Linked DNA regions of Sus scrofa: region 2 is linked to region 1. A link is a contact called in public HiChIP or PLAC-seq data. All regions are on one chromosome and are shown on one strand. Each heading gives the region's core, a stretch centred on a gene start, on an enhancer-like site or on the middle of the called end of the contact. The rest is flanking DNA. Distances are from core to core; before and after follow the strand shown. Region 1 overlaps LOC106508546. Region 2 has its middle 45 kb from the start of MIRLET7C.

Region 1 (4,067 bases), core at 684-3,183:
TGAGTTCACTGTAAACTGCAAAATGCACCGGATTGGTAAAAGTACCATAGAACAAGGAAAAGAAGCAAGGAGGCTATACCTCAAAGTATTAGAAAACTTCCATAACTTACAAATTCATACAGATCACAGGTGAATTGGATGAGAAGAATTCTTTTAAAAATGAGCAAAGTAGTATTGACTGTGATTGTTTTAATAGGATATACAGAGTTGTAATATTTTCTCCCATCGGCATTAAACCTCACTTCACAAAATAGAATATTCTCTCATTTTCTCTTTTTATAACCTGTCAACCACATGGAACACAATCTTCTAAATTTAAAAGCAAAGCATAAAACTAAGCTCTTATAATCACAACTATTCATATATATTTTCATTTGAAATATAAGTGCTTCAAAAACCATTTTCTTGTGGCAAAAAAAAAAACTAGTTAGAAAACAAACAAAAAATGCTATATTTTATGATATCTCTATCAGGCATGAAAAGAAAGACAATGGATCCAGTCCTGTGATACCTTACCAAAACACTTTAGCAGTGCTAATTTCAATGTTGCAGACACAAACAGAATAATAAAAATGCATGTGGCTCAGGAGTTGGAATTACAACTGTGATATTTTAAGGATGATTCCACTGGATTCAATTCAAATCCGAAAGATCAATTGATGTTTCATGAACCCAACAAATCTATAATAAAGCTTCCTTCTATTTCAATATTTTAAAATTAATTTACAACTAGCTGTTTAAAAGATTTAATTATTAATAGAAGCATTTTATCTAATGGATTTTTTTTAAAGTTGCACTTGATTTTATGTACCAATGATTCAATATAGAAGGTAGAATATAGAACATGGCTGAGCCAATACTGCAAAGATCCTAATTAGTATCATGCTATAGAAAAACAATGAAGTGATTCTGTCACCAATTACTGACAATTAGCCTAAGTACAACAGTTAATTTCATGGAAATAAAACCATTATAAAATGAAAGGAACAAAGCCTATCATAATTAATAGCATTTGCCTGCATTCCTCTACTGGCTATTTAATTCATGAACTATAAAAGTTTGAAACAACTTGAACAGCTAAACACATACACAAAATTCAAGAGTCTGTGTATCTGGATTTTCCAATTTTTAAGAATCTGTGGAAACGTAATTTAGCAACCGAATTATGTTTATCAAATATTTATCCCCAAACTTTAATATATCTGACACCTGGAATGTGCATTTGTTAGGTGATAAAATGTAGTATATTAAATTACAAAGAAATATCTTGTGATAGTTTGTTATGATCCTGTTTTAATGCATCTAGATAAAATAGTGAACTGCCAATAATTGCTGAAATATTACAACGTTAAAAGTCCCTGACTCCCTTGCACTTTTGTCTCACTCAAACTTTTCACTTGCTTCTTTCTTTAATGTAGCTAGGTTGTCTGTGCTCAGGAGCATGGGGGTGGCTGGCTTGCGCCCCCATGTCAATTTCATCTCACGCCTTAACTCTGCCACAAGTTTCAGAGTTGCAGTGTCATAAGGCATCATGAAGTCAAGTCAAGCTTTAAAATGTTGTTCTGGCTTCTCTTAAAGCTGAAAAGGATTCATTTTTCAAGGTACCTACCAATCAACAAAGTAAAAACAATTCAAGGCCAGTGACTTTTAAAGCCAAACTTCACAAAATGCACCCTTGCTTATGTTTTTCTAGTTTCAACAAGTTCTGAGAACAAAACTTTAAAACCTAAGAAAACAGGGCTATAGGCTACTGCCTAATAAACGGCCATGTCAATTTTAAAACTTTGGGTACACAAATGAAAACATTCTAGAGGTTTTTGGCCATGCAGAGATAAGATCCTCTCTGGGGAGACGACTAGAAACTGCTGGGTCTTTTGTGCAGACTCCTGGAATGTGCTTGCTTTTCATTTCTTTCTTTGTGTCTGGCACACTGGCCTCACAGGCAGTGTCTTAAGCCATGCAGGGTCAGGGCAAACAGAGAACAGCATTCATGGACAGATCAAGTTTATGTGAGAATCTGCTCCTCCGCTGCCCTCAATCTCCATATGAATTGTTAATAAAATCTTAGCCTGAAAGCTCATCACCCCAACAGTGGGGAAGTCATGCAGAGAATCCTCTAGTTCAGAAAAACAAGATTTCTTTATCTTTTTCATCCTTCGCCAGCATTCGTGGGAATTCTGCCATGTAACCTCTTCCTGAACCCCCTCCCCCACCCCCACCTCTCTGCACAACTCACTTGGTCGCACCTGATCATCAGGGAAGGCGGGGAGCTAAAAAGACAAAAGAAACATTCTGACACCCACAGCAAATCTACCACAACATCAACTTTGCCGCTGCAGTAATTTGCTGCTGTAAAAACCTTCAGGCAAAAGGAAATATCAATGCTTAATTTTTTCCAGTTTGTGTCAAACAGCTAGAAAGACTTTCCCATAGCTTTATGACACCGCATGAACTAGAGAGCCACAGATAGAATAAAAGGTCACATAGAAAGTGAAGAACAGTCATACCCTAATTAACTTGATCTCTCCATGCAAATACTGGACAGGAACAAGACTCGATGCAATGTTGCAGGCAATCTTGCAGTGTATCTTCTAACCTTGCTACAGGCTAGCTGGGCCTCTTGTTTCCTCTGCTTTTGCTCCCTGCAAACTGTTTTAATATCGAACGCCTTTCAGAGGGATGGGCTGATGAACGAAAACATGAATTTCCTGCTGCCCTTTAAGGTGGGTTAAAGGGGGTGCTAGCAATCAATTACAGAACAAAAGAACAACAACAACAAAAAAAATGACTTAAGAATCTAAGGAGTGAAAGTGTTACATTCTTTCCAGTTTATTTTTTTAAACTAAGTGCTTCATTTTTATTCACCCTTATCATGAATAGTAAAGAATATCTATTTCATTACAAACTGAAAGTTTACCCAGTACCACCTGAAGTCAATCTATTTTCTGCTCCAAAAGTCTTTAAATGTACTTAACTTCCATTTCACCTTGAAAATGATTTTACGGGGAATAAAAAAGTTTAAAATTTCATTGTACATTCATTTAAAATCTGTGCTTCAGATTTTCGAACTGTTGTTAACATGCAGGTGCATTTCAGAATAAAGAGTTATATTTTCTGTTCCAATTAATATCTTCACCCTAGTAAATCTTTGTTCCCTCATTTTATTTTGGTCAATAAAGCAAAATTAACTTCTAAACTCTTTGCACATAAATTGTTCCACGATATCTTTCACTAAACTTTTCTTTCCTATACTTGAATATGTCAAAAAAAGTTGAATATCATTTTAAAACAAATATTCCTAAAGTATACATAAAGAAATGTGAATTGACTAAATATAAGGCACATTTTTACCACTATATATCTTGAAATGCTATTAGGTAATACTTGAGAAGATAAAAATACATGAACACACGCAGACTCTCACACACATAGTTTCTTAAAAACAAGCAAAGTAAAAGGAACACAAGACACTTCTAAACCACTCACATAATAAAGTCATATAAATGTATTATGTAACCTATCTAAAACAAAGTCATTATTATAAATAGCACATTCATTTGCTCTCTATCCATAGGTGTCACTTTAGTATGTAAAACATGGAAATCCATAGTTCAAGGAATTCTCTTACATAAAATTTGAGCCACAGACGCTTAATAAAAATTCAATACAAAAGTAAATTTATTTCTATATTAAATGGTCCCAGTACCTTGTGAAATTCTATTTAGGTACTATGACTTTAGAAATTCATTAAAGACACAATGGAACTACAAATGCAAAATAATGTTCAATATTTTTCTTTAACATTGATGTAAGTCATTATTATAATTAATGTGAATCAAACTATTTCTAGAAACAGAAATTCCAATTGTTCTTCACAAGTTATCTAAGCAAAATTAATCTTTAAATATATAAAAGTCAGTAATTCAATGAATGTTAAAGAAATACTTGTAAAGTGATACAAATATGTGAAAAGAGTTATTTTGTAAAATGGAGAATGATCTGAAATATATATCAGTCTTGTATGAAATAATAACTCAATAAGCTAATTTTATAGCAATGAGTTTAAT
Region 2 (4,067 bases), core at 1,134-3,633, 290 kb before region 1:
GCATTTAAAAAACATCTGTATCTTAATTTTGCTTCTTACACAGATATCTTATATTGCTTTTATATGGTCATTAGAATACAAATGCTATTTCAGTGCACCTCTGTAATCACTTTCAAGTACAGTTTCTACAAATTGTATTTTGGGGGGTGGGTCATGTTCGAAACATTGCTGATTATAAAGAAGAGCATTGTTCTTTTCTCCTAGGCAGAATCTATGTATGTTCTTTTGTTCTGATGGTAACTGCAGACAATCAATAAGGTCCAAAGCTGCTGGTTCCCCTCCGCCTAGGTCCCAAGAGCCTGACTTGTGATGTTACTAAAATACCTCACAAGTTAGGGTCTCAGGGACTAGGAAAAGTCTGGTTTGATGCGGTAGAATTCTTCTTCCAGTTATAAAGCTAGTTTAGAAATTACAGTTGGGTCCAATTAACTTTTTCCTCTAAGTACTAATTAAATGACATACGTAGAAATATATATGGTATATAAAAGGCAGGATGAGCTGAGTATTCACGACGACCATTTACAGACTAATTTCAGACCTTAAAATAATGAAGACTGTAAGAAACAAGGCAGATAATAAACAGTTAAGAGTCGTTCCATTAGATCCAAGAAAGATACCAAAAATGGGTTAAAATCTGTTTCTAGACTATTTGTACAGCAACACCATAGCCTCCATTATATTAAAGGAGGATTATATGCCAGTTAATGGGACCCTAATTGAAATTTCGCTTCTCATTACAAGTCTATACAGCACAACTTTTAAGGTGGGCCCAGGACATATAACACTTTAAATCTAATTTAAATATATACTGTTGCAGTTAAGAATAAAACAAAAACTTTTTTGCATGTCATAATTTAATACCTCTGAAGCTTGCTATTTCTCTTTGAATCTCCAAACTCTTCAGACAGCCAATATTTCCATGCATACTCTGTAGCTATTTGAGCAATGCCACTTAACAAACACGTAACTTAAAATGCTGGCAACATGATTAAAAAAAATGTTTCTATTTTTAAATAATTGCATTATAAAGCTCAATACTTTTGAAAATACACAACCCCCATCCTGCATATTCACTGAATTTCCTCCGATCTTTTAGCCTTGTTTGTGGTTCGAGAACAGAATTTGTACTTTAGGAATGATCCAAGGTTTAGTAGCATAGAACGCAGGGTAAAACAATCGGACCAGCCATAACATAAAAGTCCTGGCCACAGAAGTGGAATCTGGTTCTTCTGAAGTGGTTGATCTTAAAAGGGAAAAGAGGAGGAAAAAAAAAAAAAACAAAAAAATGGAAAGAATTAGAATGTTTTCCTGTAGAACAGGTGAATCATCCATTTCCAAGTAAGCTGCAAGGAAAGCTATACTGAACAAAATATTTGCTAACTGGCCCCCCTCCTCCACCCTAGTACCACACCCCTTTCCAACCACCACCCCCCACCCTCTGTCCAGATCTTTACTTTGCCTTGTTAAGACTTTAAATATTCTGCTCCATGATGTAATGCATCATTATATAAGATCTCTTTCTGTTTATCGTTTGATTTTCCATACTGAATCAGTTATGGCTTAAAATAGTAAATAGTTAAAAAATAAAATAAAACAAAAAAGCAGCACTCATAAAAAGCAAAAAAATAAAACAGTCCTTAGATATAAGTCCATGCTTTTCCTTAAAACTGAATATGGCTTTACAATTTTTGACCATAGCATTCAACCAATTATTAGAATGAAAAATCTCACCCCTCCATAAATATGACATTAACATAATTATACCACCCCCATCACGGAGACCCATCCTCCTTAGGGAATACATCTGATGCTCCAAAGATGGAAATCAGTCAGATTTTAGTTGCTCTCCAACGTACCTTTGCTTCTCACTGACTGACTGGCTTTTACCCTCCACGCACTCACACGCCACCCCCTCCCCTCGGCTAGACACGGATGCCGGAGCGAGCACGCGCGCGCACAGGCATACAGACACCCAGCGAGAGGCGAGGCAAAGCATCTGATGCTGACTCAGAGCGCTTCTGTGTGCTGGGGGTGGCAGCGGCTGGTATTTTCACTGCGCTCATCATTAACATTAACTCACAGTCTAGCATCCACCCTCTCCCAGACCTGCGGGACTGCAGTATTTGCATGACGCTGTCACTCTAGCTTTTGCAGGTCAGATGATGGAAGAAAAAAAAAAACAACAGAAAGAAAGAAAAGGAGTTAAAAGAAAAAGCCCTCAGAGCCTTCATTTCTTCCAGGGTCTCCTTATTTTTCCACATTTCTACTTCCTCTGTGGCTATGTCTCAGTTGTTTGACATCTTTCCGGAAGAAACTGTCTTGTGCTTCACTGAGCCAGTAGTCAGCAGGTCCACCCCTCACCTCACACTCCGATCCCCACCCTCCCCCAACTCCCAATCAATAAGACAGATCTCCAAATACAGTTGTGGAAACAGGCTCCGACACAGTCTCATCCTGGATTCACTACCTCAGGAAGCAGGCAGCCAGGCTCACACGTGATAGAGAAATAATGCCAGCAAATCTTTAGCAGTCTTAGACTTTATTCTACGCTTTCATTCCCACCCACCCCCATCCCGGCTGACGAAAGAGCAAAAAAAAAACCCTTTCCACTTGTCTCTGAAACCCACAAACAGCTTAAGAGACACATGATTGAGGTGGATCTGTAAAGATCAATCATTTCTATTTACTAATGAAAAAAAACTATGATTTTAATAAAAATAATTGCTTAATATTTTTATTAGCTGTGCTCTCATTTCACAGGAATTACGAGATCTGCCAGGATCTGAATCATCAATATGATTTAAACTGCGCTGAAATCCTAACTTGATGGGATGAAATTAACCGACAGGGATATTAATATATATATATATATATATATATTTACTTTTTCGATTTAAGAACTTTTAAAAATAATAATAAATAGCCGTGTTGATGAATATGTATATCAGTTTTTGAGACTAGAAAATGTTTGCAGGCTATAAATATTAAAGATTAAAGATATGTTTACTTACAATATGGATTTGCACATATATGTGAAAACAATCTACTATGTGCATTGTTACAATAAGAAGTAAAAATTTGGACGCAGTCGTATGTGAGCTACAGTGTTTCATAACATAGAAGGCAGTATATAGGTATTTACCAGTTCCTTTGTTCTTCAACTGTTCCCTTTAATGATAGAACGTGGTAAACTGCCTACCTTTCTTTTCTACACAAGCAATATTTCTGAATAACTTGCCAGACAGAGCCAGCCATCAGTGACTCCGCAGCTTGCAAGAACTAGATACAAAGGATAGAAAAAGTACGATGATTCTCAAGCCAACTCTAATGCTGTCTGGTGCTGGAGAAATTTCGGTTTACCCACACAGACAGATCCCATCATGCACTGCGGCACTGCAGGACCAACTAAGGTAGCAGTCTGGCAGCAGATCTGTGGCAACAAACGTGAAGGACAACCGTTTGCAGAGGTTCCAAAGAAAACATCACACAACCCTTAAAGAGAAAGAAGCAACTGAACTAGGATATGTACCTTTACAATCAGCCCCTCCAAGCTCCTGATTTGAGAGAAAAAGGGGGGAAAGGGAAAACTTAAGAGCAAAAATAAAAAGCACAAATAAAGAAACCGTCACCTGGAGGAAGCTTGGAGTTTACACACTCTCACTAGAGAGAGAAATACAGGAAAGGAAAGAACAGGAGGGGGAGGAAGAAAAGGAAACAGAAAAGGGAGGAGGGAGGGGAATGGTGGATAAGGGGAAAAAAGGAACAGGGGAAAGAGCAAAGAATCACTGAGCATTGAAGTAACAAATAAAATAGGAAATTCGATTTCAGAAACCAAAGATTCCAGATCAGAGTTCGAGCTTAGAATTTACTGAAAACCTGTAACAGAAACTAATGCATACACAGCATAGTTTAAAATACTGATTGTTGGTAAGACGCCTGCTGACTTCCTTCCTGTTCTACGTCTGTGTACTAAACTGGTCATTTCTAAAGTCTCTTTGCTCAGATCCATCTTTTTTTTTCCTCTCTCTCTCTCCAGAATCATCTGTGTCCTTTACGCTATTTTTTTT

The links. HiChIP or PLAC-seq counts read pairs in DNA pulled down with a chosen protein or histone mark.
Region 2: an H3K27ac HiChIP or PLAC-seq map of skeletal muscle shows a contact between it and region 1, with 2.2 times the contacts expected there. The contact joins two enhancer-like sites. A contact is called at or near these places in 1 of 47 Hi-C or Micro-C datasets (skeletal muscle) and 1 of 2 datasets of contacts at active chromatin or transcription factors (skeletal muscle).

The regions. Positions count from the first base shown.
Region 1 is chr13:181,054,642-181,058,708 of Sscrofa11.1, reverse strand. All of the region lies in intron 3 of LOC106508546, which reads right to left. Among named protein-coding and RNA genes, the nearest start is that of MIR99A, 250 kb to the left of the region's middle. Within about 2 kb of position 1,933, at least 35 of the 83 cell types and tissues checked have an H3K27ac peak or open chromatin away from gene starts, as enhancers often do. A contact at or near this core is called in skeletal muscle, where this site is marked.
Region 2 is chr13:181,346,342-181,350,408 of Sscrofa11.1, reverse strand. It overlaps a transcript of LOC106508546 not described here. Among named protein-coding and RNA genes, the nearest start is that of MIRLET7C, 45 kb to the right of the region's middle. Within about 2 kb of position 2,383, at least 59 of the 83 cell types and tissues checked have an H3K27ac peak or open chromatin away from gene starts, as enhancers often do. A contact at or near this core is called in skeletal muscle, where this site is marked.